4 separate regions of the Mus musculus genome follow, and regions 2, 3 and 4 are each linked to region 1. A link is a contact called in public Hi-C and promoter capture Hi-C data. All regions are on one chromosome and are shown on one strand. The core of a region is the stretch at or near the end of the contact, and the rest is flanking DNA. Distances in the headings are between cores, read along the strand shown. Region 1 holds the start of Stpg2 (sperm tail PG rich repeat containing 2). Region 2 holds the start of 4930590L14Rik (a long non-coding RNA gene). Region 3 holds the start of Dnajb14 (DnaJ heat shock protein family (Hsp40) member B14). Region 4 holds the start of 4930579F01Rik (RIKEN cDNA 4930579F01 gene).

Region 1 (7,728 bases), core at 1,320-3,819:
CTTTCTAGAGTAACTCATTCTCATATATCATGGGAACAATGGCCAACTAGGTTATCTTTAGAGGAAACCTGCCATCTATAGGACCATTCAGCAGTTCCTTTGCATGCTGGTCATGCAAGGACAAAACAGTCTAGGAAGCCAATGAAATCACTGCTTATGTGGTCTGATTTCCAAAGTCCCTTTCCCTGTGTTCATCAGGTGCAATGAAAAGCACTGTGAGATGCTCTTGCTGCAGCTGGACACTACTGCTGGTGGAAAGGGGACACTCAGCTGCACAGCATCGCTCTGTGCTCCATCCCTCTGTACACTCAATGTTAGCATGGTCACTCTCACCCCTGCCAGCATCCCTGTTGGTAGATTTCGAATAAATCCTTTATCTCACTACCTAGGTATTTTCTTCAATTTCTGGACAAATGGCAAGCTACCCTACTGCTATAGCACAACCAGGCTATCAATGCTATACTCTGGCATGAACATGCTGTCTGAATTGATATATTGGCTTTTATTACCAAGAGCAAATGATATATAAGGAATGTCCAATAGGTTGTTAAAGGAAACATGACTTTTAATGACACAATTTTCCATCCTTTTATCTGTGACTCTTTCTAGTATGTCATTGCACATCCATTCTAGTTCTTCTGAATGGGATCTTGCCAGATATATGAGGCAAAACAAACAAACAAAAAACAAAACAAACAAACAAAAAACCCCCACCAAGAACTCTTATGTTTCCTTTTTTGAGACAGGGATTCTCTGTGTAGTCCTTGCTGTCCTGGAACTCACTTGGTAGACTGGGATGGCCTGGTACTCACAGAGATCTGTTGCCTCTGCCTTCTGGGTGCTAGGATTAAAGGCATGTGTCACCACTTCCCAGCTACTTATGAGTTTTATAAGAATGTAGGAAGCATTAAGGTTAACAAGAAAGTTAAACACTTCATTACAAATAAGTTTCCCAAGTGCTTGTGATATTCTCTTGCCATTCTGTATACCTTGCTTGCCCCTTCTTGGGCTATTCATGACCTACCCAGGGACAGGGGCTTTAGTTTTATTTGTATCCAGGTTAACTTAGAAGAGTAAGAGAACTATATACATTTGCCAATAAGTTCTTTTCAAGTAAGTAATGATCCAGCTGTTTAGTAGAAGACATCAAAAGATTCTTAGGAACCACACACACATACTTTTTGAGTATTCTAACAGAGATGCCACAATTAATTCAGAACTAAGTAGCAAACTAAGAATCACAAAATTTAAATATATTTAAGTTTGTATTGGGGACTGAGGCACTCTAGCTCTTTTGTGGGTAAGGCAGGGCCATGGAAGGATTGCCTAAGCCAGTGGTTCTTTACCTGTGGGTCACAACCCCACTGGCAAACTTCTACCTCCAAAAATACTTACATTGTGCTTCCTAACAGTACCAAAGTTATAAAGTAGCAATGAAAATGATTTTATGGTATGGGGCCACTACAAGTTGAGAAACCGTATTAAAGGGTTGCAGCATTCAGAAGGTTGAGAACCACTGGCCTAAGCCTTTAAGGATGTTTAGAAGCTGTGTGGATTTCTTAATGAAAAAAACCAACCAAACACATAGATGGATTCTGATACTCTCCAGCGCCTGTTGCTGAAGATTCAGTGGATCGATGAGGGTGGCTTGGGCTTTTTCGATGCCTTCACCTTACTTTGTAGACAATGTTGCCATTTATCCGTGTCCAACACCAGAAGCAGTTTTTAGCCCTTGCCCTTGACTTGCTTCAGTAGGCAAGCTTTCCCCTTTTCAGATGTTGCCATTTCTTGTCACCCCCCCACCCCCGCCCCCAACCCTCTGCGTTCCCAGCTTTCCTTTAGAAATCTTGATGGCCTGCAGGTCAGATTCAGTAGTGACTTTATTCAGAGGATGCCTTTTTGACAGGAGTGAAGGGGGACTTTGCTGATCCCAAACCCTGTTTTGGGGTCCCGAGCTTTTCTATTCCACCTGTCCCCGCCTCGCTGCCCCGCCCCCCGGGTCTTTCCAGTCACCCTGATTTACAGGGAAGGCAAATCAAAATCAAATTAATTCGCCTCCTTCTAGTGCGTTTCTAGGGCTTTTCTGCGCAGCGAAGGTATTCTGGGACAGGAAGCAGGTGAGTTGAGGCGGAGCTGAGGTGGAGCTGAGGTGCAGCACCGCCCTGCCTAGCGCAGGGAGCTTCGTCAGACTCTACAAGACATCTCCGAGCTCTGAGCGCTCGACCGGAAATGCTCCGAGGCCGGTGCCGGAAGTGCACCTACAGGCCCGAGTCCTTCCGGCCTCTGCCCTTCCAAGGTTTCCGGGAGGCGGGGAGTGGGCGGAGCCAGAGCCGGAAGTTCAGGCGGCTAAGCCCGGTCTCTGGCGTGACCCGTGAGCGCTGAATTGAACGCTGGCGGGCTGGCGGGCGGGTCCTCTGGCTGCTGTCCTCGCCACTTTACCTCTGTGCCGAGGACCCGAGGGAAAGCTGACGCCGCTGAGCCAGTCAGCACGCAGCTCGCACTCTAGTCCCGCGTGTAGGGACGACGCAGGCCGCCTGTCTAGTTTCCGGTCCCGTGGGCCCCGCCCCTCATCACTATGTATGACCGTGCTCCGCGCTGGCTCGACTGTGCCAACCGCGGCAGCACCGAGGAGCACGTGGGGCCTGGGACCTACCAGGTACCTTTTCCTAAGCAGCAGGCCACAGGTAAGATGCTGATGGCCAGCTTGCGGTGACAGACGGCCCGCCTTCAGCCTGCCCTCAGGTTAAACACAAAGTCAAAAAGGACCACTGTTCAGAAATGTAACACGTCGCAGGTAGAGACGATACTAGAACCAGGATTTTGATTCCTTGGCTCTTGACTGTATGACATAACAAGTTTGTGACTGTATGAAACACAATACTTGCTTTTGCACACACTTTAATCAGATTTATTTACCACGATGTAATTGTTTACATTTCTATTCTGTATTATCACTTACAAATTGGATCCCGTCCCCAATCTCCCCCACTCCCCGGAGTGAAGTTATCTGACCATCCCTGGCTTTATACTGAGACCCTCTTTCTACATTCTGTGAAAAGTTATAGCCTTCAGGGGTGGCCTAGGGACTAATAATTGAAGTAGTTAATTGCTTTTCTTCATTTCTCACCCCCCCCCCCCCCCCCAGTTTGTGAATTAGGTCCAACTTTTAATAAATATTTCTAATTCGGTCTCTGCTTTTAAAGTTCTGGTTTTTGTTTTTGTTTGAGTTTAATACCACCCAAATTCTAGTGGTTTCTTTTGTAAACCTGCATTTTTCAGTAGATATAAAATACCTCCTGCCCCCTTAAAGTTCCAGGAGTGAGTACTCTGTTTACATCCCTGCTCCATTATGGTTAGTTTAAGTTTCTCTGGACATGGTAAAATTCTGTTTGCGTTTCAGATCTCAAATTTTACATCTTTTCAGCATCTGTCCTCAGCATTTTTGGTACCTATGCCAAGTACTGTTGAGATGGTATAAGCATGTATTCCCCAGCATCTTGTGTTTACCAGTGACCATCTGTAATGGGCACACCTATGATGCTTTTGCACACCCATAACTTTTTTTTTTGACCTTTATTTTGGTACAGCTGACCACTTTCTTTGTTGCTTTCTGTCTCATTTTTTTTCCTGCTGTTCAGTACCTGACACATGATTCGGTACTGAAGCAAGGAATCATGTTTTATTTTTCTTTTTTTCCCACTAATCATGCACAGCTAAATTTATAAGATACTTAGCTTTACATCTTGTTCTTGTTGCTTTGCTCATTGTACTCTCTTATTCATATCTGTTACTTCAATCACCATTTATATCCAGCCACTCCCAAGTGAAATTCTTTATAGAGATAGAGGTGGTTTATGTCTCTAAGTTTCCCACAGGCTTAAAGTCTGCGTCGTTGTCAGTCACTTTACAGACATCCTTGCATGGCTGGTCTAAGCTTTAGAACTCTAGCTTACTTTTTTTGCCTGGCCATTTCTCTTGGCCTTTAAGACCATTGGTTAAATGTTCACAATCTCTCAGAAATTCTTCCCCTTTGTTCATAGCTACCCAATTTAATACAATCCAATTTATTTTTTCTCAATTAAATCAGTAGCATGTTGTTTCTGTCTCAGTGTCATAATTTTATCTTTCATTTTGTGTTTAGTAGTATGTTTAAAAAACATACATTATTTGAAAAACAAAAAATATATTTATTTTTGTTAACGGCAGGGTTAAAAAATCTAAACTCATCAATGGTAGTAGAATTCTTTTTTGTTATCACCCCCGGTCTTGTGTTCCATTTAGTCTGATCTTTCCAAACACCTGTACATGCTCCTACACATGACCTACAGTTCAGCCATTCTAACTTGATAATATTCTTAAGATCATTTTTTGTCACTTCTGTTCTTTTGCACCATGTGCCCAGTGTGTTCTATGCTCCTACTCCTCCTGGCTTGCTTCTACTTATTCTTGATATTCAATTGAAATAAAAATCTCTGACTAGTCTTACTTTTCCATCCTTCTGGCTTATGGTAACTTTTTTGGTAGCAGTTTGATTCTAACACACACACACACACACACACAAAAGCTCCACCAAAATGTAAACTACTTGAGAGCAGGGATCATGATGTTTACTCCATTCTTAGTTTTCAACCCAGTAAAACAATATTCTTAGTGAAAAATACCTTGTAGTAACGTATAAACTAGTGGACCACATTAAAAGTTTCTATGGGGTGGGTGAGATGGCTTAATGGGTAAAGTCACTTACTGCCAAATTTGATGACTTGAGCATAATAACTCTTAACATCTTGTAAGATGACTCTTACAAGTTGTCATCTGTCTTCCACATGTACACACACACACACACACACACACACACACACAGAAAGACAGACACACACACACACATAACACCTTCTCCAAAACACTATGGCTTTTGTTACTAAAGGGTAGTATGTAGGATATAGTCAGCCCTGTATACTAACTTAAAGGATTATACTTTGTTCACTTTTGAAGTATGTTTAAAAATTCTGTGCTTGGGAACTCTGAGGAGATTGTGTGTGTGTGTGTGTGTGTGTGTGTGTGTGTGTGTGTGTGTGCGCGCGCGCGTGCATGCTATGCTGTTCAGGGCAACATGTTTATAATTGATAGAACAGGTGTTTCTGAGCATTTTTCTGCTACATTTCTCGATGAGATAATTTAAAAGCAGCTACCATGCTATTTCATGCATGTTTATAATAGGTAATTTACTGAACTGTGCAGAGCTGTCCATCTATTTCAATGAAAGATTAGGTGTATGTTAAGAGTCTGATGTGGAAAGGAAAGATGGAGGGACCTTGTGTAACTTAATTCTTACAGCAAGCCTCACAAGAGGGACAGATCTTGTAGTGTTAGGATATTCTCAACCTAGTGGTCTCCTTTTTCCTCTTTATCTTACTTAGCCAACCCTCCAGTATACTAGCTCCATGTTTTCCTACTTAATATACTAATTGATAGCCTTGGTTTTAGGTCATTTGATCAGGAATAAACTTAAGATTTGTATCCTTAATGGATCAGGACTGAGCTACTGTGTTTTTATGAGTGGGAAAGAGAATGGATATTCAAATTCCACAGGCAAAAAAGAGCTATGTCTTGCTTTTTTTTTTTTTTAACTAATCTGAGAAGGAAGCATATCTTCCTAAAGCAATATTTCCCTAAGGAGAGGTAGCCTAGTCTACCATCTTATCACATGAGAAAACAAGTTCTTTTAAAAATACATGCCTATCCTGGTATTGTGTCGGGAGTATTTCATTACTTTTTAAATGTACTTTCAAAGTGAACAGCACCCAACATTAGCTGTCTATGTGGAATATGTATCAGTCAACTAAACTGGAAAACAGCATCTTCTAGTTATTTTCTTTTGCAGCATTCTTCTTTGAAGGAGTTTTATCTGCCACCAGTGCAGGGTGGAAGGAGATTTATCAGTGGTCCTGTAGATGCACCTATATGTTTATGCTGACAAGAATGATTTTATTGTCCTAGCTAGTCAGAATATAGATAATGCACATACCAGGGAGTGCAGTTGTGACATAGGTTTAGATAATTAATGTATATGTGATTGCTGTGTACACTGGTATCTCTGCAGATGAATGCCTGTTTCAATGACCTTGTTGTTTTATATGTGAAGAACGCCCTTTGCTTTGTGGCTGTCATTGTGGCTGCATAACTTGTCTTTTCATCACATACTGGACACCTTCTTTTGTAGAATGGACTTTTATTGCTTTGTGCCAGTCTGATTTATCTTTTGCTGTCGGCACATCAAACTCAATATATCCCAAACTGAACTCATTCCTTTTAAATCTTTCCTTCTCCCATGCTCTTAATTTCCCTTTTCTGTCAGTTTGATTTATCATTGTAAGGTACCACTTCATATGTCAGCTTATTTATATACCCCACATCAAATTCTACTAATGTGAATTCTCTGGAGCACTCTTCTTTTTGTACCTTAGACATTGGCAGCATAGATAGTATGATAATTGTCTTTACTTAATTTCTCCATCATTTGAAATCAGGTTTTTATCTTTTACTGTACTTTCTTTATTACGCAGGCTCATAGAATACATAATACAGTATACAAAATATCCAGTATTATGAATGACTAACAAAATGTATAATATAGAAAACCAGTTATTCTTTATTGTTGATTGTGAAGAGTATTGCAAGACTACCTTATGCCTGCCAGTGATAAAAGTAACAACACAGAAGGTTTTAAAAAAATATTTTAAAGCTTAGGTCTTTCAGCTAGAGCAATCTCCCAGCTACTCTAACCCCACCAATCCTGCCATTATACTCTGTTATGTGGTCAGTCCTACAACTCTGCTCTGCTCTAGTCCATCCATCCACAGGTAAGGAAGAACAAATACTTACACAATATGAGACAGAGGATGGGCTATAGAAATAACAATACCGAGGACCTGCTAGTATTTCACTCTCTTCCAGTACAGAATTAACAATTGAATATATAGAGACACACCTTCACACACTCTAACAGCAGAGTATTATGGTAGTCACCAAACATCCTGGTTGTATGTAATTAGTCTAGTTTTAGCACTTGAGAGCCAATGTTTGGGGAAAACCAGGTGTGATGGTTTGTATATTCTTATACCAGGGAGTGGCACCATTTGGAGGTGTGGCCTTGTTGGAATAGGTTGATGATAATGGACTCTGAACCTGTAAACCAGCCCCAATTAAGTGTTGTTTCTTATAAGACTTGCCTTGGTCATGGTGTCTGTTCACAGCAGTAAAGCCCTAACTAAGGCACCAGGCCAGTTGGAAATTCTGAGAAACATGTAAACATTAGTACACAGCTACAAATTAAACGGAAGAGGACCTATCTATGTGAAAATTATCACTACAGTTGTTTTTATTTTGTGTTTTTGTTGTATTCATAACTCCATGTATACTTGAGCTCTGTAACAGAAGATTATGATTAATTTTGGAAAATTCCAATGAAGATTTTATGAATACTAGATTTCTTCTTCATTGCCCATTTCTTTTATATACAGAGTTTAAAACCACACATATTTGTTATATACTCTAACATCAATGATCTGAGGAATGGATGTATTATGGTGTCCTTTTTCACCTTCTTAAAATACATTTAGTAGGCTACCCAAATTTGCTATTCAAATATGTCTAGTACAGTGATTACTTGTTCTGTAAACTTTTGTTTAGAATTAGACAATCAAGAAATATTTACTGAGCACCAATTAT
Region 2 (7,728 bases), core at 2,304-4,803, 1.7 Mb after region 1:
GTATATTCACACTCCAAAAGGGATGCTGTCTGTGTCATTCTGACCTTCTATGTACTTCTCTAGAGAAATGAGGAATCTGATTCATTTCTTCTCTGTTTGTTTGCTTGATTGTTTGGAATCATTTCCAGTTCTGGTTTTCAGAGAGAGAGAGCTGTAAGTAATGAGAACCTCATGGACTAAATTGATTGCTGATAAGTTCTGGATTTTCTACTTTAAAGGTGTATAATCTTGGGATAAAAGAGATATCAGTATCCCATTCTTATTTTTAAATGGCAACCATAAAATAATACGAACATAAATTTTATTTTATTCAAGAAGCTGGCAATACTACTGTGGAATAATTTTCTATTATTATTTTACATCTCTACTTAGCTTAATATATTTTATCTCTATAAAACACATTCTTATTTTTTTTGATATGTATACATATAAGATCATAGTTTATATTAAGTATAATTTGCTTTAACTTTCAACATATATAAATTTATATATTTTTCCTAATGCAATCTGTGATAACATGCTTTGTTAATTTTTGACTTTCAAAATATTTTAGTATACTGGCCATAATTATTATTTCTCTTGTTCAAAAATGTAAGTACTATTTTAATATTTTTGGCATAAAAACAGTAGCATTCAGGTCATTTCACATCTTGGCAGAATATATGCTTGTATATCTATATTATACATTTTGTGTGTGTACCATTGTTTGAGGAGTATCCTCTATCGATGTCATCTTAATTAATGTGAAAAGTATGTTAGAGATTCACAGATCTCATATTAAAAACATATATAAATAGATCACATATTTAGAAACCTATATTCATATATATCAGAATTTTTGAAAAACTGTTGAACACTTTGCAAAGAGTTATGGATTTTCAGGTTCCTTTTGATCAAAACCTTCTTAATTTTCATAAAACTAATAAAAATAATTCACAATTAAAGTATTGCTATTGATCGAGACAACCACAAAATATATTTCAAAAGTATTGAACAAATATAATCTTTATGAAGGACCATATCTTAACACCAGAGTAAGTCAAATGCATCTAAATTGTTTCTCTATATGATTGAAGCTTAATAAAGGGGCACTCTAATTAATAACTGCATTAGGCATGTGTCAATAACACAGATAAATGTTTTATTTGCTGTACTAACAGCCTCAAATGGAAGGCTTTCCACACCTTTGACTCTGGTAATGACCAGTTCTCTGATGAAAAACAAGATGATCAACAGCTGAGGATCAGCTTATAGTCTCAGGTTTAAGCACATGCCCAGTTTTACTCAAGCCTAATCATTGATATAGACTGATTGCTCTGAATAGCTAAACAGTTAATTAGAAAATAGATAAACTTTATGATTAAAACTGAGTCAGGGCATAGTTTATGAACTTTGGGACACAGCTAATAATTCTAGTTTACAAAAGTATCCCCTTGAAATTTAATATATATAAAAGTTATTAAAATAACCAATGTCAATAGAAATACATGAAGAAAATAAATGCACACAGTTTTGTATACAAAAATTAAATATCTGATTTCAAACATCTAGTGAATATTTGTTTTGTGAGTGTGTGTTTATCTAATATCTGTGCCTTCAGTAAAATCTATCAATTAACAAAGGTCAGTTTTCTTTCATTATTTTCACCACATAGTAATAAGTCCTTTTGCTTCCTTGAAGAAATATCTTTCCAGGGCACAGTTACAATGGGTTCAGAGGAAAACTAAGCTATCACTCACACAAACACATACACATACACACACACACACACACACACACACACACACACACACACACAGTGCCCAGAAGAGCCTCCTCTGTTGCCAATCACCTAGTATAAAAGGAAGGGTAGAACATTCTGGTTAAATGATAATGGAAGATAAAAACTGCAAAATTCTGAAGTTATAAGTAAGAGCTAGCGGCTGGCTTCAAAGGCCAGCCTCATTGCTCCTTGATAGGAACCCAGAGGCCCTTCCTTTGCCACTGAGCTCAATTAGCCCCTTTGCTCCATGACATCACAAAGAAACTGGTTTCAATTGTGCTTCAAGAGTCTTTTACACACAAGAATTAAATGAGGCTGTCTTGTTTAATTTCAGCTAATGTAAGTGCAGCTTCTGAGATGGAATTGCTCAGTTATAACACTGAGCTTGGAGCCAGACCGGCTGATTAATTCCTAGCTGTTTGAAGTGCTTTCTTCTCTTATCTTTAGCCATGCAGACCTAACTACAGCCTGAGGAGAGCCAAACCTCAGGCTGGGAGAGAATTTTGTCTCTTCTCCACAGAGAAGAACGAAGAACAGATAAGCTTCGTGGCAGGAAGCTGACAACAAACCAGAAACTTGTTGATTTTGATAAATATGTGGGATGTGGGCTGATTTGCAAAACCCCAAAGTGCGTACTATAACATCCTTATATCCGACTTCCAATTCATTGCTACACTGTGCAATTCTAATTGAAAATTACTATTGCCTAGGCACTAACATTACCCTAAAGATGTACTAGTTAGTTCCAGTTGAGGTTCTTACATAAAACCAGCATTAGCTGCAACAAGAAAGAAAAGGATTTCATGAGTCATCATGGCACCAATTAGAACACCTTCCCAGCTTTTATTGTATAACCTTTCAAGATCCTCAGATATTCTGCTTGGCAATTGCCAGGAGAGTTCTTTTTTGATCTTCAATATATACATACATATGTACACATACACAAATATGCCATATATATATATATATATATATATATGTGTGTGTGTGTGTGTGTGTGTGTGTGTGTGTGTGTGTATGCCTCAGCATGAATATCCTAATAAACAGACAAGCATAGCAGAGCATTTCTTCCAGCCTAAGATGAAACTGGATAGGAATCTGAAGGTAATTAAGATTGCACTTCCTGATTTCCTATGCACTCGTAAACACAGCCCACTTCATCTCACACAGTCTGGATATGAGTAACTGTCTTTTCTAAAACTATGTCCAGATAAGTACAGGCTGAGCAGGCAACTCACACACTGTAGCATCTCTTCTTCGTTTCATGGACAAGACTGCCAGGTGAAACAACCCACACCAGCAGCAAAGCCCTGTTTGTAGGCATCATTGGTGTCCAAGAGTCACACAGTAAACTAAAGCCTTGCCAAGGAACTTATAAGAGCAGATTGGAATGGCTTAGCCACTTGAAGAAACAAAACTATTAAAACTAAGCTGGCTTCAAAAGTGTTCCTCTTTGAGCTCTTCAAGATTTGCTCAAAAAAACATCCAAAGCACAGAAGGAAGTCAAGAAAACCAAATACCCAAGGCTTTTTACAGGAGGAGCACCAGTATTGAAACCTGCTCTTTCCTTTTGGAGAAACTGTGCTGAATTCAGAGACTGACAGGGCAGCAGACAGACATTTATAATGGGTGTTTTTTTCAATGCTTGATCACCAATGTGCTGGCTGGTTCTGACAAATTTTCATGATACTGATGAGAGGCTATGTGATCTTATAAAATAAAAGTGCTACCAGAGTGATACTCACCATAGCAACAGAACTCTCCAATTATGATATCTAAATGTGGACTGCCTGAGGAGGAGAATATTCCCCTCATCATTATTTCAGGATTGCATAAGTAGAAAATGGTGACAGCTATGTACAGATCATGGTATGTAGAGATACAGCCACAACCTGAAGGGGTAAACCTATTTTATGCCAATAACTACATGTTTGTAAAAGAGACATTCTATACTTAAGAAATTTTGTCCAAGGACTGTGCTTAAATTTTGCCAAAACTAAGAATTCAAAATCATGAACATTTTTTAACTGTCAAAGCCACAAAAAATTTTTAAAAGCATGGATTATAAATAATTATAAGTATTAACTAATGAGACAAGTTTTTTTTTAATTCTAAATTTCTTGTTTTGAAGTGTAGAAAGAATATTGTACTTTGGAATATGTCTATGATAAAGCTGTTATAGTTTGGGCACCTGTTAGATAGGCAGCATAATACCAACTGTCTCCTTTATTGCAAACCACTGGGAGGCAGCTAGTGAGTGCCTCATTTTGGGAAACATAGATAAGACAATGATGTGATAATATACGCAAAATTCCATGGCCAACTAGTAGCCGAAGTCTCTTTTCATAATACTTTCTCTGTTGTCCTTTTCAATACTCAAACACTTCTTTCTCTTGTTCTTACAGCCTCATCCCCTCTCTATTTTATATGATCTCCTCTATCCTGATAATTACTCCTCTGCCTCCTGCTGAAGATTATATGAAGCACATTCTTCTCTAAAGTCACAGGACTCCAGGTGATGTAGCCTGGTGCACAGGGTAGGCAAAGCATTCCAAAGCCTTCAGAGATGCCTTGCACAGTGGCCATCTGTCTCTGCAGTGATATCCAAATATACATCCTCCATTGCTAATGTTCTTCCAGGGCTTTTGATTTTTTCTTTTCCCAGTGCTCTTATTTCTTCATGATTCTTACAGGAACGAAGTACTATTGTGGTTTTTATTCCACTATCACTGATGTAAATATTGTAAAGTTTTGATCATTAAAGTCACAGGATGGTATTAGAAAGTACAGTATTTTCATGTACCTGTAAAGCTTTTGTTTTTCCAGTAAAACTGCAAGGGGGTTCTAATGTTTTGCAAAGAAAGTTGAAAATAATTCTTACATATGCAAATATTCAATCCTGCAAACTGTCAGTTGTCACTTGAACATGGCCAAGTTTTTCATTTATGCTATTGAAAAAAAAAATACATGACTGTGAGAATGCTTGCTCTTGGAAATAAATGCTCATCAAGTTCTGTACATAAATAAAGCAAATGAATCTTCACTGTAGAACCCAGGCCAACATTTTCGGCTTTCTTCCCATAACAATTCCTCTTGGCATAAGACTCCAAGTGTATTTCTACAACATACTGTGTCTGCAGAAATTTCCTCATTCTCCCCTCAGAAAACCAAGTAATGTCTTGAATAAATCTTTGGCTTCAATTTACTTCTGTTCTACTTCAATTCTTGCACAAACAAAACCTAAACCAAAGTAAGTATCTTGAACGATATCCATGCATGCTATTCTTTCTTTTGCTATAATTGACAGCATGCATGGGCTTCATCCCAAGTGTAGATCAGGAGGAAGCACTGCAATTCAGAGAGCACAATGCACTGAAGTTAAAGGGCACAACCTGATAGTCAACAAGCACTCTTGTAGTTAATAATTTTCATAATTTGAATTTCCCTTTACTTTTCTCCAACTTATTAATTGATACAATTATTACCGTTGGTTTGCCCATCTAGAGGAAAATTAAATTCCTTTTTCTGCACCCTGAATATTTGTTAATTTGAGTTTATAAAGCAATCTGACAGTGGAGAGATTGTCAGGAAACAGGCATCCAAATTTAATAATATGTAAACATATGAAAGAAACCAAAAATCAAGAATTCAAAGAGATTCAGGTAGGTCTGTAGCTAACTTTGAACTTCATAAGCAGAGTAAGTGATTTTGGGGAGTTCTGATTAGGTTCTATGATATGCACTAGTCACAGATACAGCTCCTCTGACTTTTGCGCTGCCAACACTGTATTCATTCTTCCTATGAATTAATCTTCTAAAAGTACTGGTAGGAGCAGTGCCATAGGAAAATCCTTCCCAGCAGTTCATCTGGGGAAGGGTGTGAGGAAAATGGAAAGAATGGTGCCAGAGGTCAGAGAGACCTTGGTTTTACTTAGTTCAAAGCATTCAACATGGCAAAACATCAAACTCAGAGTTTTGAGTTTCTGGGGCACAACATGCAATTTGAGGCTTAAAGTTGCAAAGCGGGGATTTGAAATTAGGTCATTTTTTATCCTCTGACTTTAAATACACCTGAATAATCCCATTAAGGATTCTTCGGGAAACCTTGAAGAATAAGACGATCCAAAATTCAAGCCTTGTATCAGAATCAAAAATTTCACAAGCTCCACAAAAAAAGATACGCTATTAAGAACATAATTATGCAGTTGTCAATTGATCTTTATCTCAACTCATCTAAAAGGCATAGCAGGTTCATCATACTGATGTTTTCACAATGCTGTATCATCTCTGAGAGGCCTACGTGAGTAACATATGCACACTTCGACGTATGGCTTGTTGTTTCCTAGTTTTATTGTTTGTCTTTTTAACAGAGAGCCTTTTCAACTGAATTATTTTGATTATATATATGTTACATAAAATTATATGAAATGTGTTTAGGAATGACCAAGAAACAGGACTAAATCTGTGAGTATATTAAAAACAAGATTGGCTAAATGTTACTTTTTGAACCTAGATAGGTACAAAAAAGTTCCTGTTAGCAATGCTTGCATGTACAGAGGAGCGTTTCTGCAATTAACAGTGACATACCAATCACTGAGTCACTTGTTCAATGGATAGTTCCACATGCCTGACCATGGAGGGAGGGAATATTTAAACCCAGTGCATCATGAAGCAAAGCCAAAAGAGAAAGACTTGACAGTGGGTCAGGTTTTGAAGAAGAGGTTCATCTTCTTCATCATCTTCAAATGAAAAATTCCAACTTTGTATTGTAAGAAATGGTCCCCATCCCCTCCCCATTCCCTTATTAAACTCTATTGTATACTAAAAAAATAGAACTTCTGGCGGAATCACCATGCCAGACCTAAAGCTTTACTACAGAGCAATTGTGATAAAAACTGCATGGTACTGGTATAGAGACAGACAAGTAGACCAATGGAATAGAATTGAAGACCCAGAAATGAACCCACACACCTATGGTCACTTGATCTTCGACAAGGGAGCTAAAACCATCCAGTGGAAGAAAGACAGCATTTTCAACAATTGGTGCTGGCACAACTGGTTGTTATCGTGTAGAAGAATGCGAATCGATCCATACTTATCTCCTTGTACTAAGGTCAATTCTAAGTGGATCAAGGAACTTCACATAAAACCAGAGACACTGAAACTTATAGAGGAGAAAGTGGGGAAAAGCCTTGAAGATATGGGCACAGGGGAAAAATTCCTGAACAGAACAGCAATGGCTTGTGCTGTAAGATCGAGGATTGACAAATGGGACCTAATGAAACTCCAAAGTTTCTGCAAGGCAAAAGACACCGTCAATAAGACAAAAAGACCACCAACAGATTGGGAAAGGATCTTTACCTATCCTAAATCAGATAGGGGACTAATATCCAACATATATAAAGAACTCAAGAAGGTGGACTTCAGAAAATCAAATAACCCCATTAAAAAATGGGGCTCAGAACTGAACAAAGAATTCTCACCTGAGGAATACCGAATGGCAGAGAAACACCTGAAAAAATGTTCAACATCCTTAATCATCAGGGAAATGCAAATCAAAACAACCCTGAGATTCCACCTCACACCAGTCAGAATGGCTAAGATCAAAAATTCAGGTGACAGCAGATGCTGGCGTGGATGTGGAGAAAGAGGAACACTCCTCCATTGTTGGTGGGATTGCAGGCTTGTACAACCACTCTGGAAATCAGTCTGGCGGTTCCTCAGAAAATTGGACATAGTACTACTGGAGGATCCAGCAATACCTCTCCTGGGCATATATCCAGAAGATGCCCCAACTGGTAAGAAGGACACATGCTCCACTATGTTCATAGCAGCCTTATTTATAATAGCCAGAAGCTGGAAAGAACCTAGATGCCCCTCAACAGAGGAATGGATACAGAAAATGTGGTACATCTACACAATGGAGTACTACTCAGCTATTAAAAAGAATGAATTTATGAAATTCCT
Region 3 (7,728 bases), core at 403-2,902, 1.3 Mb before region 1:
GCAGGAAATGCGTCAAAAGACTTAAAGGTAAAGCGTATCACCCCTCGTCACTTGCAGCTTGCTATACGTGGAGATGAAGAATTGGATTCTCTGATCAAAGCTACCATTGCTGGTGGTGGTATGTCATCCCTAAACTCCTAACATTCTATTTAAGAAGAAAATTCCTACACTCCCATTGTTTCTAGAAGAGATTTCAGTACAGGGTGCTTTCATGGGGTTTGGCTTTCCACTTAGTTTTTGCTAAGATCATTGTTCATCCCTCAAGTTTTCACTTTGTATATGAATTTTACCTGCTTTGAGTTCATGTATTGTTTTTTTAAATGTTTATCCAGAAGGTAGACTTAATCTGTGTCCCTCTCCTAGGTGTCATCCCACACATCCACAAATCGCTGATCGGGAAGAAAGGACAACAGAAGACTGTTTAAGGATGCCTGGATTCCTTATTATCTCAGGACTCTAAATATTCCTAACAGCTGTCCAGTGTTGGTGATTCCAGTGGACTGTATCTCTGTGAAAAACACAATTTTGCCTTTTTGTAATTCTATTTGAGCAAGTTGGAGGCTTAATTAGCCTTCCAACCAACCAAATTTCTGCATTCGAGTCTTAACCATATTTAAGTGTTACTGTGGCTTCAAAGAAGCTATTGATTCTGAAGTAGTGGGTTTTGATTGAGTTGACTGTTTTTAAAAAACTGTTTGGATTTTAATTGTGATGCAGAAGTTATAGTAACAAGCATTTGGTTTTGTACAGACATTGTTTCCACTCTGGTGGATAAGCTCAATAAAGGTCATATCCCAAACTAGCTTTAAACTTGCTTAATAATCGGGACTTACCTTAGATCTCACTCAGCAACAAGTACATTCTCTGCTTACTAATTAAACAGTGCATCTGTAGTCATAACCCCGTGGTACTTTTGTTGTTTCTTTGTATCATATGACCTCTTAGGGTCTTAAAACTTGGGAAGAAGCTGGAGGTAACTGCTTTTGGCGTCCCCCCCCCCCCCAATTGACAGTTAACTAATGTGAAAGGGCCTGTATCCTAAGGTGGGACACAAGTACAGAGACCCTCAGGGTACAACGAAAGTACCTCCACCGAATGAACTTCGGATATAATTTGCTTTTAGTGACCAGACACAGGTGTGAAATGCTAGTCACATCTTGATTCATGCCAAGCATGTTCCATTATTATACATTGACCCCTTTCCCCTCCCTGAGCCTTAAGACATGTATCCTAATTCCTGGAGCAAATCAAACAGAATAGGAGGTGCTTAAGCAGCCTATGTGGATGAAAGAACTTCCTGCCTTACAGCTGCTTTAACCCAAAGAGCTGCATTGTACCTGCCAGGTGGCAGGTGGGTCAGATGTGCCGCTGAGAAGGGCTGGGGAACTGCGGGGGTTGGGGGTTCCAGGGCTTCCGATCCAAAGCAGGAAGCGCCTGTAGGACGAATCCATGCGGCAATCACTCCCTAACGGAGGCCCAGGGCTTCCCAAGACCTAAGGGCCAGGAGGCCTGGCCTCTGATCCTTGTGGATCTGGTCGTGAGGGTCCCTGTCCCCACCCCGGTGGCGCGGAAGGCGGGCTCCGGGCCACACCGGAGCCTAGGGGCCGGGGCGTCCGCGCTCCGCCAACCCACGGCCTCCCCGCCCTCCTCCCGGGTTACCGCGTCGGCTTTACGGTCCGCCAGGCCCGGGAGGGACGCGGCTGGCGCCGCTGCGGCCGCGGGGGGCGGGGAGGCGGCCGTGAGGAGGCGGAGCTGCGAGGCCGCCCGTCGCCGGGCCGCCGCCGCGGTGCCCGCTCCTCCCCGCGCCGTGCCGCGCCGTGCCCCGCCCGGCCGCCTCGCCTCCTCCGCGGCGGGCCCCCCTCGCAGCTGCGCGGCCGCGGACACCGAGGCAGGCGCGAGCCATGGAGGGCAACCGCGACGAGGCGGAGAAATGCGTGCAGATCGCTCGCGAGGCCCTGAGCGCCGGCAACCGCGACAAGGCCCAGCGCTTCCTCCAGAAGGCCGAGAAGCTGTACCCGCTGCCGGCCGCGCGCGGTGAGCCCCGGCCCCCGCCGTGACCCCGGCCCCCGCGCCCTGCGCCCCGCCGGCCGCGGCCGCTCCAGCACTCAGGGACACAGGCGGGGCGCTGTGGGGTGCTGGGTGACGGGTCCCCTCCCCAGATCAGCCTAGGCCCCTGTGAAGTGACAGGAGCGGGGACTCCAGCGGCTTCTCGGGCTTCACCATCCCCGGGTTCTGTAATTTGTCCGTTCCTTAAGCAAGTATCTTCGAATACCTTAGATGACACTGCTTTTCCCAGGGAGGAGAGAGCCCTTACAAGACAGCTCCACTTTCGAAAGGGATGGTGAAGTTATTGATGATTCCTAAATAGTGTCTGGTTTGATATGGCACCGTAAGTACCCGCAAGTTCGGTACATCGCTAAAGAGTAGGCTATGGACTTACCCTACTTTAATTCACCTTATTCATTGTCTAACTCTACAGTCAACACAACACTCACAAAGCGCCACGAGTTGTGCCTAGTATTTTATATGCCCCTCTTATTCCTCAGAAAAGTACCGTGTTATTTGACCATGTGCAGAAACTTTTGCCAAATGAATGAATGAATGAATGAAATGAATGAAAATACCTTGCCCAAGGTCGTATAGGAATGGGCAAAGTCATAATAGGCACTGAGTTTTAATCTCTACAAGGCCTTTACTACCGTTTTTTGGTTTTGTCTTTTTTTTTTTTTCCCATGCCCATAGGATGACATTTAACTGTTGTTGAAAGAATTTCCAGGTTAAGAGGATTAAGAGGAAACTTGATAAGCAGCCCCCTGTTTTAATTTATTGTTTTCTTAATTCTTTTTACATCGTTGAAGCCTTTTATCTCTGCTGATTTTCACTTTACCTTTTTGTTAGCATTGGGACAGGGCAGGAAAAGATAGTGAAAGAAAAGTTAATTGTAAAAAGTGTGAAATAAAAATTATCATTTTTAGGTGTACAGTTTAGTAGTGTTAAGTATTTTCATGCGTACCACAGGATCGGTATTTTTTTGTTTTTTATCTTACACCAGTTAAGTAACCCCCTGTACTCTCCTGTTTCCTGGTAGCTCCCTTGCTACTGTCCATTCTCATAGACTAGTCTAATTTGGTACCTGATCTATGTGAAATCGTACAGAATTTGACTTTGCATGTCTGCATTATCTATTTACTTACTAACTTCAGATTTCATCCATATTGCAACCCGCGACAGATTTCCTTTTTTAAAATTGCTGAACAGTATTCTATTATTTATATACCCATGTGCCTAGGTGTGGCTGTGCACATACACATTTAACATCACCTTTTCTTTTTGGAGGGTATTTATTTAGCGCGTTGCGTGCATGCGTGCGTGCAGAGGAATAGGTCTCTCCCCACATAGTGTAGAGATTGAGCACAGGTCTAAGCTTTGACACTAGCTGTCACAAATTCTTACTTAGTCCCTGTCAATGATGTTTGGGTTGCTTCCACCTCTTTTGTGTTGAGTAATGTGCCTATGAGCATGAGTGTCTACAAGCCTGATTTCAGTTCTGCATATATACCCAGAAGTGGGATTCTTGGGTCATATGGTAATTCTAATTTTGATTTTTGAGGAACCAGCACATTGTTTTTCCAGCCCGGCTGCACCATTTTCGTACGATCCGCGTGGTTCCAGCTTCCCAATGTCTGGCAGAGCGTGGCAGCTCCGTTTTTTATTTGCAGTGATAGTCACTAGTGACTATGGGGACAGGTCGCTGGCGTTTTGATATCATTTCTCTGATGATTAATGATGTTGAACAGTTTTTCATTTGGCGACTTGTATTTTCTTGGGAGAAAAGTCCTCTAAGTTGTTTGCTCATTTAAAAATCAATCTAAGCTAGTTCCAGGACAGCCAGGGCTACACAGAGAAACCCTGTCTCAAAAAAACCAACCAACCAACCAACCAACCAAAAACCCAATCAACCATCCAACAAAATCAGACTGTTGTTATGGATATCGAGTTATAAGGGCTCTTATATATTCTGGACATTATGTCTTTGTCATTTATATTTTACAGAGCTTATTTGTTCTTTTAGGTCATCTCTCTACCCTGGGGACTGTCATTGGAGGCCTGAGTTTTATGTAGTCGGTTTCATTTGTCAAGTTTTGCTATGTTGTCTGGGCTTTTTGGTGCCATATTCAAGAAATCATTAGCAGGAATTACCCGTAGATCCCTTTTACTGTGTAGATATATTTAAATCAGTTGTCTTCTGCTCTTGGAAGGACACTTTTAATATTAAAGTAGTAAGTACCCTGGGCGAGGCACCTTGGCTTAGAAGGCCTGGCTCTTCACCAACTGCTTTCCACGCGGTCTCTAGTCCTTGTCGTTTGTGAGGCAGGTACAGTGTACTGATCCTGGGTATGCGGAGGACTAAACGAGTTGATATAAAGCATCTAATGAATCTTTCCTATTTTACAACTCCGGTCATCTAAGAATCCTTAAATCGTGCCCAGATTTCCAGCGGTCACGCTTCTACTGTGCAAGCAGCTCCAGTGAGTCTGCTAAAGGACACTGTCAAAGTGCAGGGTAATTATGGCTCTGAAAGTCATGGGTGTAGGGAAGGCGAAGGCATGGAAGACAGACAGTCAGGGGCAACGAGATTCTAAGGGGATAATCATCCAATAAAGTGGTAGGGTACCATTGTGAAGTAGTCTAAAACAGTTCAAATACAGACTTTGCCATCTCTATAAGCCATTCTAAGCTTTAATTACAAGCAAAATACAAGATAACAGCAAAGAGTGGATGTGACCCAAAATTAAGCAATGTGACTCTTGTGCGAAAACCATATTTTACAGAGTATCACAGGAGATGTTTATGAGAATAATTTAAGAACTCAAGAGGGGAAAATCTGGAATATTTATGAAAAGACCCTAATAAAGATCTTGTATAGGAGGAAATTGGTACTTTCGAGTGACTTGAAGTTTTATTCCTGAATTTTACCTATTCTAGATGTGTACCAAACTAATAGCTCAGGAAGCTGACTGGATAGGTTTTAGGGTCTGCCTATACTCTTCATTTCCATCGTTCATTTCCATGGATGTGATGAGTGGGAGACCACAAGATCAAATTCCAGCCTTTCTGTCATCTTAAAATTTCATATCAAGTGAGAAGGAAATTTGATAAAACCTTTCAATAAACTGGCAAGCTCTTCTCTTGAGAAGACATTTGATATTGAGAGGGAAGTGCTGTCCACCGTCTAGCTGAGACTCTTCACTTTCGACTAGCAAGGATTGCAGATGCTCATCCTCTGGGTTACATTTGTAGGTTTGTTTAATTGATGTGGTTTAGCACTTGGGAGAGGTGTACAGTTTCACTGCCGTGAGGCTTTGAGCACATAGTTTTAATTTTTAGATTTTTCTTTTTTCTTTCTTTTCTTTTCTCTTCTTTTTTTTTTTTTCCCGAGACAGGGTTTCTCTGTATAGCCCTGGCTGTCCTGGAACTCACGCTGTAGACCATGCTGGCCTGGAACTCAGAAATCCGCCTGCCTCTGCCTCCCAAGTGCTGGGATTAAAGGAGTGTGTCACCACTGCCTGGCTAATTTTTAGATTTTCATAGTAAATCTATAGGGATTGTGTAAAGTGTAGATTTTTTTTTTTGTTTTCTATCCTTCCTCTTTCTGATTGACTGACTGCCTCCCTCCCTCTTTCTCTCTTTCTTTCTCTCTCTCTTCCTCTCTCTCTCTCTTCCTCTCTCTCTCTCTCTCTCTCTCTCTCTCTCTCTCTCTTTCTCTCTTTCTCTCTTTCCCAGGAGACAGGCTTCACTCTGTAGCCCTAGCTGGCCCAGAACTCACTATGTAGACCAGGCTGCCTGCTAACTCCCCAAAGAGCACCTGTTCTGGCCACCCAGTCTCTAAGATGCTGAGATTAAAGGCATGAGGGCACCACCATGTTTGACAAGTTTGCTTTTGTTGTTGTCCTTGTTTGTTTGTTTAGAGAAGAGTGTATTTTATTCTTCTTAAGAACACAGAGGCAATTGGAATCAAAGATGATCAACCATGGCCATTCAGCAGCTACTCGGATGCATTTTACTGCGTGGATCATTTATAAATGACCCCTGCTTCACAAGAGTTAAAGTAGCCCCTTTATTTTCATCTGTGCTACAGATGATATACATTTTTCTGTCTTTTTTTTTTTTTTTGGTTCTATTACTTTGTATTTAATACAAAATAGAAAATTGTCCCTCCCTTTGTCTCACCTGAACTGAAAAGAGATTTTAAAGTATGTGCATCTGAATCATTATACAACCTATTTCCTTAAAGATCATTCCATTCTTTCCCTAGTTGGCTTACTTAAAATTCAGTGATAAGAACATTTACAACAATCATTTTTTTGTACTATCCAGTTAAGGGTTGGAAAATGACTTTGGAATTTCTGTTATTAGTGAGATACTTGAGGTGTTAGCACTGAAGAAAGAGTTTGGGTTTGGACTCAGCACTGTGTCCATTAGATACCCATTTCCACTTGGGAGTTGCAGGCTTCTCACCCAAACAGTGAGGGCATAGTTATTCAACAGATGTTTATCAGACACGTGCTATCCTCTGCACCAGGCAGCATGGTGTTTAATTTTTATTGTATTTTGCCTGTTTGGATGTTTTTCCTGCTTGCATGTCTGTGCACCATGTGTGCCCAGGGTCCTCAGAGATGGGAAGAGGATACTGGAGCCCCTTGAGCTGAAGTTATAGACAGTTGTGAGCTGAGCCATCTCCCAAGCCCACTGACAGTGTTTTAGGGATTAAGTGGTAATAGGACAAAATCTTTTGCCATGGCATTGACAGTCTAGAGGAGAACTAACCATCTGGTGGGCAGAATGATGACAGTATCATTTCAATAGTTTGATTTTTTTTCCTTTTTCTCCCCCCCACTTTTTCTCTTTCTTTGTTCACACTCTCTCTCCCTCCCTCCGCCTCTCTTCCCGCCTCTCTTTTAGATCACATCTGGCCTCCAACACTATAGGTAGCTGAGGGTGATGATTATCTTCTGATGCTCCTGCCTCTCCTCCTCCACTGCTGGGGAGCTGTATGTGAGCATCACCACACATCACCACGCATCACCACACATGGTGTACAGAGTGCTAGGGGGCAGCCTTGACTCTATGCCAGCTCGGCACACACTCTACCAGCTTAGCTAGGTTCCAGGCCCACCATTTGTGTTTGAGCCTCAGTTTTCTTTTAAATAAACCATTATTTAGATTTCTGGATGTGTCTGAGTGGGACTACACGTGTAAGCGTGGGTAGGGCAGAAGATGGCATCCTGTTGGGTCCTGGGAATCCAACTCAGATTCTCTGGAGGAGCAACCAGTGCTCTTAACTGTTGAGCCATCTTTCCCGCCTTAAAGAAGACTTTTATAGGTACATGCGATGTGTTCTGTATTAATTAACTCACAGGTAAAGCATGTTTAAAATTAAATTAACTGTAAAATTTATATGATTACGACCAATTTTTTTTTTTGAGAAAGAAAATGTCTACTAGTGAGAATTGACAAAACAAACTGCATTTTACCTGTGGAGGTGATGATTAGAATATATATTGATTGCTACAAAAGAATGTCTTCAGCATGTTAGCAAGAGAATGGATACATGTTATTTATTTGTTTGTTTTTGATTGTGATAGGCTCTTGCTATATAGCTCTGGCTACCCTGAACTCACTATGTAGATCAGGCTGGCCCGGAGCTGACAGAGAGCATCCTGATTC
Region 4 (7,728 bases), core at 1,353-3,852, 1.0 Mb before region 1:
TCATGTCTACATACATTTACAAAACAAGTTTAACATAAAAAGAACACTCTTAGTTTTTTATTGATTATTTTATGCTTTCCTTGCATGTGTGTGTGCCCCATGTACATGCAGTGCCTTGGAGGCCAGAAGAGGGCACCAGATTCCTGGGACTGGAGCTACAGACAGTTGTAAGGCACCATGTGATGGCTGGGAACAGAACCTGGGTCCTCTAGAAGAACAGCCAGTGTGCTCAGCTGCTGAGCCATTGCTCCAGTCCTGAGTGGATTAATAAGAGATTAATGGTAGTAGAGGCCAAGAAATAAGTTACTTAATTATTGGATAAATATCTTTACTGGAAAATGAGTAATGGCATTCATTTCCAGTAAGGACAGTGAGTCTTTTTGCTGAACTCAATATTAGAGATATTTGTTAGTGCTAAACTGACTGACATGTACCATAGATGAATTCCATAAACAAAGTTATGATCACTTCTATGCATAAGCCATGAATTAGTTAGCAAGTAACATATAAAATCTTATGATGCATAATGCCTGGGGTGGGGGTAGAGGGTGTGTGTGGGAGGGAGGGAGGAGAGAGACAAAAAGACCAGGAGACAGAGAGATGGGATGGGAGGTGGGGGATGGGGGAGAAGCCACATATTCATTTGTAGTATTTCAAAGGTACTTACTGCATGCTACAGAAAACAATCCCCAGATTATTTTCCCTATGTCAGATGGTCACACAGAAGACATGTCTGTATTACATAAGTACACATCTCAAATCATGGGGAAGCAAAATACTAAAAGCTACCAGCTCAACTGTGGTGTCAGGGATTGTGCCTTGCATGGGCTATAATTCCAGCCAGTCCAATCAAGTTAGCATAAGCAATAGAGAGTGGTCTAGAACTTAACCTTGTTCTGTATTAACTTTTATTAAAAATAAGATCATTTGTAAACACACAAGGACTTTAGTTATTCTTAGTAAACATCTCGGCTCTTACTATTTATACTATTTATTTATATATTTATACTATTTATATATTTATTTATATATTTATACTATTTATAAAACCTGCCTAAGACTTCTTCACTAGGCCAGCAGACCCAGGAGATTTCCTGAGAGAGAAGATCCATGAGTTCTGTTTGTACCCAGAGATGCTCCCACGGCTATCATGTTGAGAGGGAAATGTGAAGACTGTGTGCGGAATTTAGTTGCACATCACATTCGTCATTCCAAAATCTACAGCTGAGGAGATGACTCAGCACTTAAGAGAACTCGCTGCTCTTGCCAAGGACCCAGACTCGTTTCCCAGGACCTACACTGGGCAGCTCAAAACTGCCTACAAGGCCAACTTCAGCGTATCTAAAGCCTTCTGGCTTCCACAGCTCTTTGTGCACGTGATGCATACCCATACATTCAAGTAAAACTTTGTGTGTGTGTGTGTGTGTGTGTGTGTGTGTGTGTATGTATGTATATATATTTAATATAAATTAATTGACAGAAGTTTCAAAGATACTTCCGAAAGCAAAATTTCCTTTCTTGTGGTCTCTTGATTCTACCCATGTATCAGTAAATTATCGAATTTTATTTAAAATAAGGGAAATACAATCCTCCAAAGAGAAGGATTGGTGAAAAAACCCAGTTAATGTTATTCAGAAAAAATGCCCTGCCCATTTGCATAAAATATTAATACCCTTAAGTTCAAAATAGTACACACATAGCACACGGGTTTACAAAGGGAACAGACAGGATAAGGAGGCACTGTAAGTCACGTGCGGTGGCCATCTTGTACAGCTGTTGCTGGAATCATGAACACTGCTCTCCCACTCTTCCAGCCCAGAACACACCACAGTTGTTCCTGGGACTTCTTCTCATACAGGATGTATTGTTCTGGGTATGCACTTTCTCCAAAAGGAGTCCTAACACCCCCTTGTAGCAATCCCCATTGTCACCCCAGCCTCACCACCTTCTAACCCCTTTTCTTCTTCAAAGCACTCTTCATAGCACCTGCTCCTCCCTGCGTTTTGTTTTTAAACATGTCACTTCTTCATGGCTCCTTTCAATAGGGTGTCATCATCAGGCGTGCCTTGATTTACCCCGGTGTTTCATCTTCTTTCCTGCTGTGCACACACCTGGTATAAACTCAACAATTGCTGTTAAATGGGCTAGCAATTTTTCCCCACAAGATAAATGTCTCTATGAATAGTGCAGTGCTGTTAGTACGGACGGTCTCCTCAATATAAGTGACTAACTTTAAAAGACAGCATCCTTTTTTCTCAAAATGGCCTACTTGGTTCTTGTATGCCTTAAAAAGCATATTTGAGACTCATAAGTAAGCATACCCGAGATGTTAGCAATTGTTTCTAACGATGAATAGAAAATTATACCTGAGAACGGCTTTAAAAGCAGATAATTTAACTGATAGAAGCTCAGGTCTGCCGATGGCCTTCCAGCCTCATATTGGGTCTCGGCTGAATTTTGTTATTTCCTTAAATCTCGGACTTAAGGAGATTTTATCGATGGAAACAGCTGACTGTCTGATGCCTCCAAAAGAGCAAAGCGGTGTCTCTTCAGTTTCTCCCACTCACACTCCAATGGGTCCAGGTGCCTGCCTCCCTGGTTGTGAGGAGATAGGTTAGCAACGGATCAGCATTGTGGGAAATCTAAGTTCCAGAACTCTGTAACAGCCATTGCTCCAGGCCGCTTGTTACACAGCTTCACTAGCATGGCACAGTGCATCTCTTGCTGGTTTCAGACGGGGTATGGTGGATGTGCTGCGGATCTCAGGAAAAGAGGAAAGGGAGAAAGTCAGCCCAGTGCGTGCTATGTGACAGAAACAGCGGTGGCAGTGGGGTTGCTGGGAAGGCCTCCCAGTCATTGTGAAAGGACACCATTTGAGTCTCAGGGGTGGGAAGAGGCGGTCTCAAGGCGGGGGAGGGAGGTTGAGGAAAAGAGAATAACAGAGTACCCATAACAGGAAAGGGGAGGGCTCGGAGAGCAAGCGGGCGGGGCAGAAGGAGAGGGGAGGGGCATGGTGAGGGAAGGGATGGTGGAAAATAAAGGAACAAAACAAGGTATGTATTAAAGAACGTCACAATGAAATCCATTACTTTGTATGCATGATTAAAAATAAATTAAGGAGAGTGAGAGGGAGGAAAAAAAATGAGGAGAAGCTGGGTGTGGTGACCCAGTCCTATAGTTCCAGCCTTTGGGAGAATTAAACAGAAAGATTGCCCGGGCTACAGAGTAGGACCCTATCTGAAAAATCAAAGTGACAACAAATAATGGGCAAAGTTCCTCGGATGTCTAACAAACTTCTCAGGAGTGATTAGCGAGTAACAGCAAGAAATGCAGCGCTTGTGTTCCTGAGCTCCTAGAAACAGCATTTTAACTCTTTACCGTTTACTGTCTTGTAATGTGCTCACTCCCTCTCCACCCCTTTCACATACACCCCCAACAGCTCCACCATCCTTACCACAAGGTCTTCATAGAATTGGCAGCATTCTGTTCCATCCGTCAACCTCCCAACCCATGAGCTGAACATACCTTGTTTTCTTTGTATGTCAGCTGGTCTCTTACATTTTATTATAGCAACATGAAGCTGACTGGGGCATAACATACATTAAGAATGTTTACATGTGCCGGGCAGTGGTGGCACATGCCTTTAATCCCAGCACTTGGGAGACAGAGGCAGGGGAATTTCTGAGTCTGAGGCCAGCCTGATCTACAGAGTGAGTTCCAGGACAGCCAGGGCTATAGAGAGAAAGCTTTTCTAGAAAAACAAGCAAAACAAAAACAAAACAAAACAAAAAGCAAAGAATGTTTATATGTGTAGCATAAACAATCGTGTTGTGGGGCATCCACAAGAGAAGACTGCTCAGATGTGGGTTTAAGCCAATAGAAAGTCTTATTAGTCAGCCTACAACCCACACCAAGTGTCTGGGATCCCAGTGTAACTCCAAGCCCTTCTTAGGGTAAGCCTTTAAGCACACACACACACACACACACACACACACACACACACACACACACACACACACACACCACACACACACACACACACAAAACCATGTCCCGGGTGAACATACTTCAGCACTTTAGCAAGGACTCTTAGCCTGAAGCAGAACTACAGAAGCCAAAAGGCAAGGTCAGTACGTTTTGTGACTTTCCTGGAATTATGGCCTTTGATGGATTAGGTCTTTGTTTTAGTTTTGGCAAGTGGTGCTGAGTTTTACAACCTGAGTGGAATTTTTATCATGGAGTCAGTTGTGCTAAGGTCTGGGGGGGGCTACTAAGGTCTAGTTCCCTGCTTCAACCGGAAAACAGATGAGAGTTACAAAAGCAAAACTATGGACATGCATAATTAATAGGTCTTCATTGGTGACAAGAAATAAGCAAGCTGAAACTATCTCATAACACCAGCGTTCTGGAGTATATGTAGACCATGAGAATTCACATCAAATATTATTAGAATTATAAATTGGTACAAACTCATAAATCCAGCTTGACATTCAGATAGATTTGAAAGCCCAGAGACTCCTCCTCAGGTCCAACATTTATACCCAAGCACAAAGCTATTCATGTAAGACAATTCACAGATGCAATCTCTTCCTTAGGAGGCAAATCTATTAAGCGATATGTAGCTATAGGTTCAATAAAACTACATCAATAACACATGTCTAACATGAATGCATTTGAAAAAGTATGTAAAAGATAAGTTGAAGAGTTTGAGAATTTAAACAGAAACACAATAAGACTATTTGTAAAATTATTTGCAAACACATATGTCTAGTGAATCTACTTAAAAAAAAAAAAACCTCAAAATTCAAGAAAATGATTCCCTGGGAAGGGAAAGAGAAAGCAGTAAGAGAGGGGTGTAGAGAGCTGAGCAGGGACGCTGAGAACAGGTCAAACACAACACATCGTCTGTATGCAGACATATTTTTCTCATAGGTTTTGCCACAAAACTACTTTGTGTGCAAGTTCTGGTACTATTAAAAATTGGACTACCCAATTTTAATTAATATTTTAGTTGCCATAATTTGATGTTTTTACAGCACACACAGGACTGCATTGTTACACCATATGAATCCATCAATGGTCCCAAGACAATTAACATACCCACTAGCTTCATTTTTTTTCATTACATTTGTGTGTGTGTGTGTGTGACCATCTGGATTTTTTTCTTTGAGACAGGATCTCATTATCTAGCCTTGCCTGGCATGGCATGAAATTTGCTCTATAGATCAAATGGGCCTCAAACTTTTGAGGAACTTCCTGCATGCTATGATTACATGTATGTGTCCCAACACTTGGCTAAAAGTACATGCATGTTATTTTGGGCACATAGAAACTAAAGCTCTCTATCTCTCCCACTAGGTTTAGGTCATGTTCTAATCATTTGCTATGAGCCCTGTCTGTCTTTTTGTTTGTTTGGTTGGTTTTTCGAGACAGGGTTTCTCTGTGCAGTACTGGCTGTCCTGGAACTCACTCTGTCGACCAGGCTGGCCTCGAACTCAGAAATCTGCCTCCTCTGCCTCCCAAGTGCTGGGATTACAGGCATGCGCCACCACTGCCTGGCGAGCCCTGTCTGTCTTGTTGTGTCCTGCTGTGTTGTGTTCTGTTTTGTTTGTGGCCCTGGGATCAAACACAGGTCCTCGCACAAGCTGGGAAAGTGTTCTGTGTCCACGCTGCAGCCACACCAAGCGCAAGCATCTTTGAAATTCTGCGGCTTGCAGAGAAGATCTTGCACATGCTAGGCAAGTACTCGATCATAGCTAGAAATGTTACACTAGATACCTCAATAGTTCAGACATAGCTATGGAAAGTAAAAATTAGGTGTGCATTTGTTTCCTGTAGCTCTTTAACAAATCTTTTTGAGTTATTAACTTAAACCTACAGAAATGTATTGTCTGAGAGCTCTGCAGGCTACGTGCGTGTGTGCGCTTTGCATGCAAGCGTGCATATGTACATAACACGGTTAATTCCGTTCTCGTGTTCCTAATTGAAACTCAGAAAGCATGACAGGTCCTCCAGGGTCACACAGTGAGGACCTGGCCCAGACTGGCTGAGTGATCATGTTTCTTACTGAGCAAAAGGAGCCCACAGGGGTGACGTCTGTGGCGCTCCAGTGAGGAGCCGTGCTCCGGGGCAAGCTTCCGGTTTGCTTCTTAGGACTCAACTTATGTAAAACGTACCTAGAGAGGGCTAGAGAGATGGCTCTGTTGGTACAGTGCTTGCCACACAAGTGTGAGGTCACAAATTCGAGTCCCCAGCACCCACATAAAAGCCAGGTGCTGAATAGCCTGCCTGTAATCCCAGTGCTGCGGACAGAAGGAGGCTCCATTGGGCTTGCTGCCCCGCGGCCAGTCTAGAAATCTGTGAGCTCTCCTCTCTATGAAACTATGTGTCAGAGAATAGTGTCCAACTTTGAGACTGTCTTTCCATGCCTGCAGCACCCTGCCTTCCCGCATAGCAGGTCCACCCATCCCTCGGAGATGTGGGGGTGGTGGTGGCTGGTAGGCTGCACAATGTGGGCAAGGGCCAGGGATTGCACAGGGATTTCCCCCGGGGAGCAAAGCTGGCGCTATATCACTCTCCAAGAGTTTTCCCGATCATCGCCTCTGCCTTTAGGCTACGAATTTGGAGCAAGTACACACAAGATTCACTATGGGATTTGGCTACATGCATCTGCTATCTGAAGACAGGGAAAAAAAACAGCCTGGACCAAAAAAGCATAGTGACTTTCTGTCCCCGATGTTGCAGTAACTTAGTAAGAATGGACTTAACAATTAGCTTTTTAAAAAAACCAATAGTTTTTTCTTTTCTTTTCTATGTTTAGTAAATTTTGTAATTGATCAAAACTCAAAATTAAAGTAGAGAGTGATTGAGGAAGATACCCAACGTCGACCTCTGATCTCAGCACACGGTAAGTACACCTCCTTGTGCGCATGTGTCCCCTCCACCTGTGCGCATACTTAAATGCACGTAAGAGAAGAAATTCGTGACTAAAACGATAGGAAAGGGGAACTGCCATTCATGCTCGCTCATAAAAGCAAAAGCTGCTTTCTGAGGCGTTCATCTTTGCTTCAAGTGTGTGAATGTCAAAATGACCGCTAGGTGGCAGCAACGGGCTATAGTGTGACAGACAACACTGCCCAAGACTAGGCTAGAGAGAAAGCTTCGGGAGGCAGATCCTGCCGTGGTCATTCAATTCCGTAAACAATAAACCTTCATCATCTCAGAGACTGAGGTGTCCATAAGAGCTTATGTACAGGCCTCTCAGTAAGCTACTGGGTCACCAGACTTGACGGCATCGGCTAGTGGACAGCCGCTTGAAACATGGATGGCCTTTTAGAATTTCCCTCCACGATGCTTTTCCCTGTTCGTTGAGGTTGAGCTGTGAATGTTCACAGGCTGGGACTCAGGGTGTTCAGAGTGATCAACTAGTTTCCAAGAGAATGTCTAACAGGCTCAAAAGTGCTAGAGCAATCTAAGCTAACTATTGGCTCCTGAGAACCCTGGGATGGGGCGTTCCCAGTCCTGGGGGTAACAAAGGGTCTCTTAGGGGTGTTTTTATGGGGGATTCTCCAGATTAGGACCCAAATCTAGTTCTATTTGAAACCAAGGCGTCTGTGCAGCCGTAACTACTCCGTACTCGTGATGGCGCTGGAAAGCCCATGGGAGAGTTTGATTAATAACAAGATCCTTAGATCTAGCATCCTCTGTGGGACCCATCAATGCAAAGTG

Evidence for each region. Promoter capture Hi-C pulls out the DNA fragments that hold promoters and counts their contacts. A called contact is a pair of places that touch in the nucleus more often than the background predicts.
Region 2: a promoter capture Hi-C map of hippocampal neurons shows a contact between it and region 1, with 4 times the contacts expected there. The contact joins the promoter of 4930590L14Rik here to the promoter of Stpg2 in region 1.
Region 3: a contact with region 1 is called in a Hi-C map of rod photoreceptor, with 5 times the contacts expected there. The contact joins the promoter of Dnajb14 here to the promoter of Stpg2 in region 1. A contact is called at or near these places in 2 of 39 promoter capture datasets (hippocampal neurons and pre-B cells), 3 of 484 Hi-C or Micro-C datasets (CD4 T cells, pre-B cells and rod photoreceptor) and 2 of 115 datasets of contacts at active chromatin or transcription factors (microglia and thymic regulatory T cells).
Region 4: a promoter capture Hi-C map of hippocampal neurons shows a contact between it and region 1, with 5 times the contacts expected there. The contact joins the promoter of 4930579F01Rik here to the promoter of Stpg2 in region 1. A contact is called at or near these places in 6 of 39 promoter capture datasets (cranial neural crest, frontonasal cranial neural crest, hippocampal neurons and 3 more), 9 of 484 Hi-C or Micro-C datasets (cardiomyocytes, cerebellum, cerebral cortex and 5 more) and 1 of 115 datasets of contacts at active chromatin or transcription factors (embryonic basal ganglia).

Annotation. Positions count from the first base shown.
Region 1 is chr3:139,203,324-139,211,051 of GRCm38.p6, forward strand. It overlaps Stpg2 (sperm tail PG rich repeat containing 2), which reads left to right and starts at 2,570. Exons shown (of 14, transcript NM_198659.2): 1 at 2,570-2,684. The coding sequence starts at 2,576.
Region 2 is chr3:140,948,282-140,956,009 of GRCm38.p6, forward strand. It overlaps 4930590L14Rik (a long non-coding RNA gene), which reads left to right and starts at 3,554. Exons shown (of 2, transcript XR_376129.1): 1 at 3,554-3,631; 2 at 4,168-4,395. All of the region lies in intron 1 of Gm32875 (predicted gene, 32875), which reads right to left.
Region 3 is chr3:137,866,023-137,873,750 of GRCm38.p6, forward strand. Dnajb14 (DnaJ heat shock protein family (Hsp40) member B14) reads left to right here and starts at 1,653. Exons shown (of 8, transcript NM_001033155.1): 1 at 1,653-2,034. The coding sequence starts at 1,902. It overlaps H2az1 (H2A.Z variant histone 1), which reads left to right. Exons shown (of 5, transcript NM_016750.3): 4 at 1-118; 5 at 364-900. The coding sequence ends at 425.
Region 4 is chr3:138,191,229-138,198,956 of GRCm38.p6, forward strand. It overlaps 4930579F01Rik (RIKEN cDNA 4930579F01 gene), which reads right to left and starts at 2,603. Exons shown (of 9, transcript NM_001374685.1): 1 at 2,367-2,603. It also overlaps a transcript of Adh7 not described here.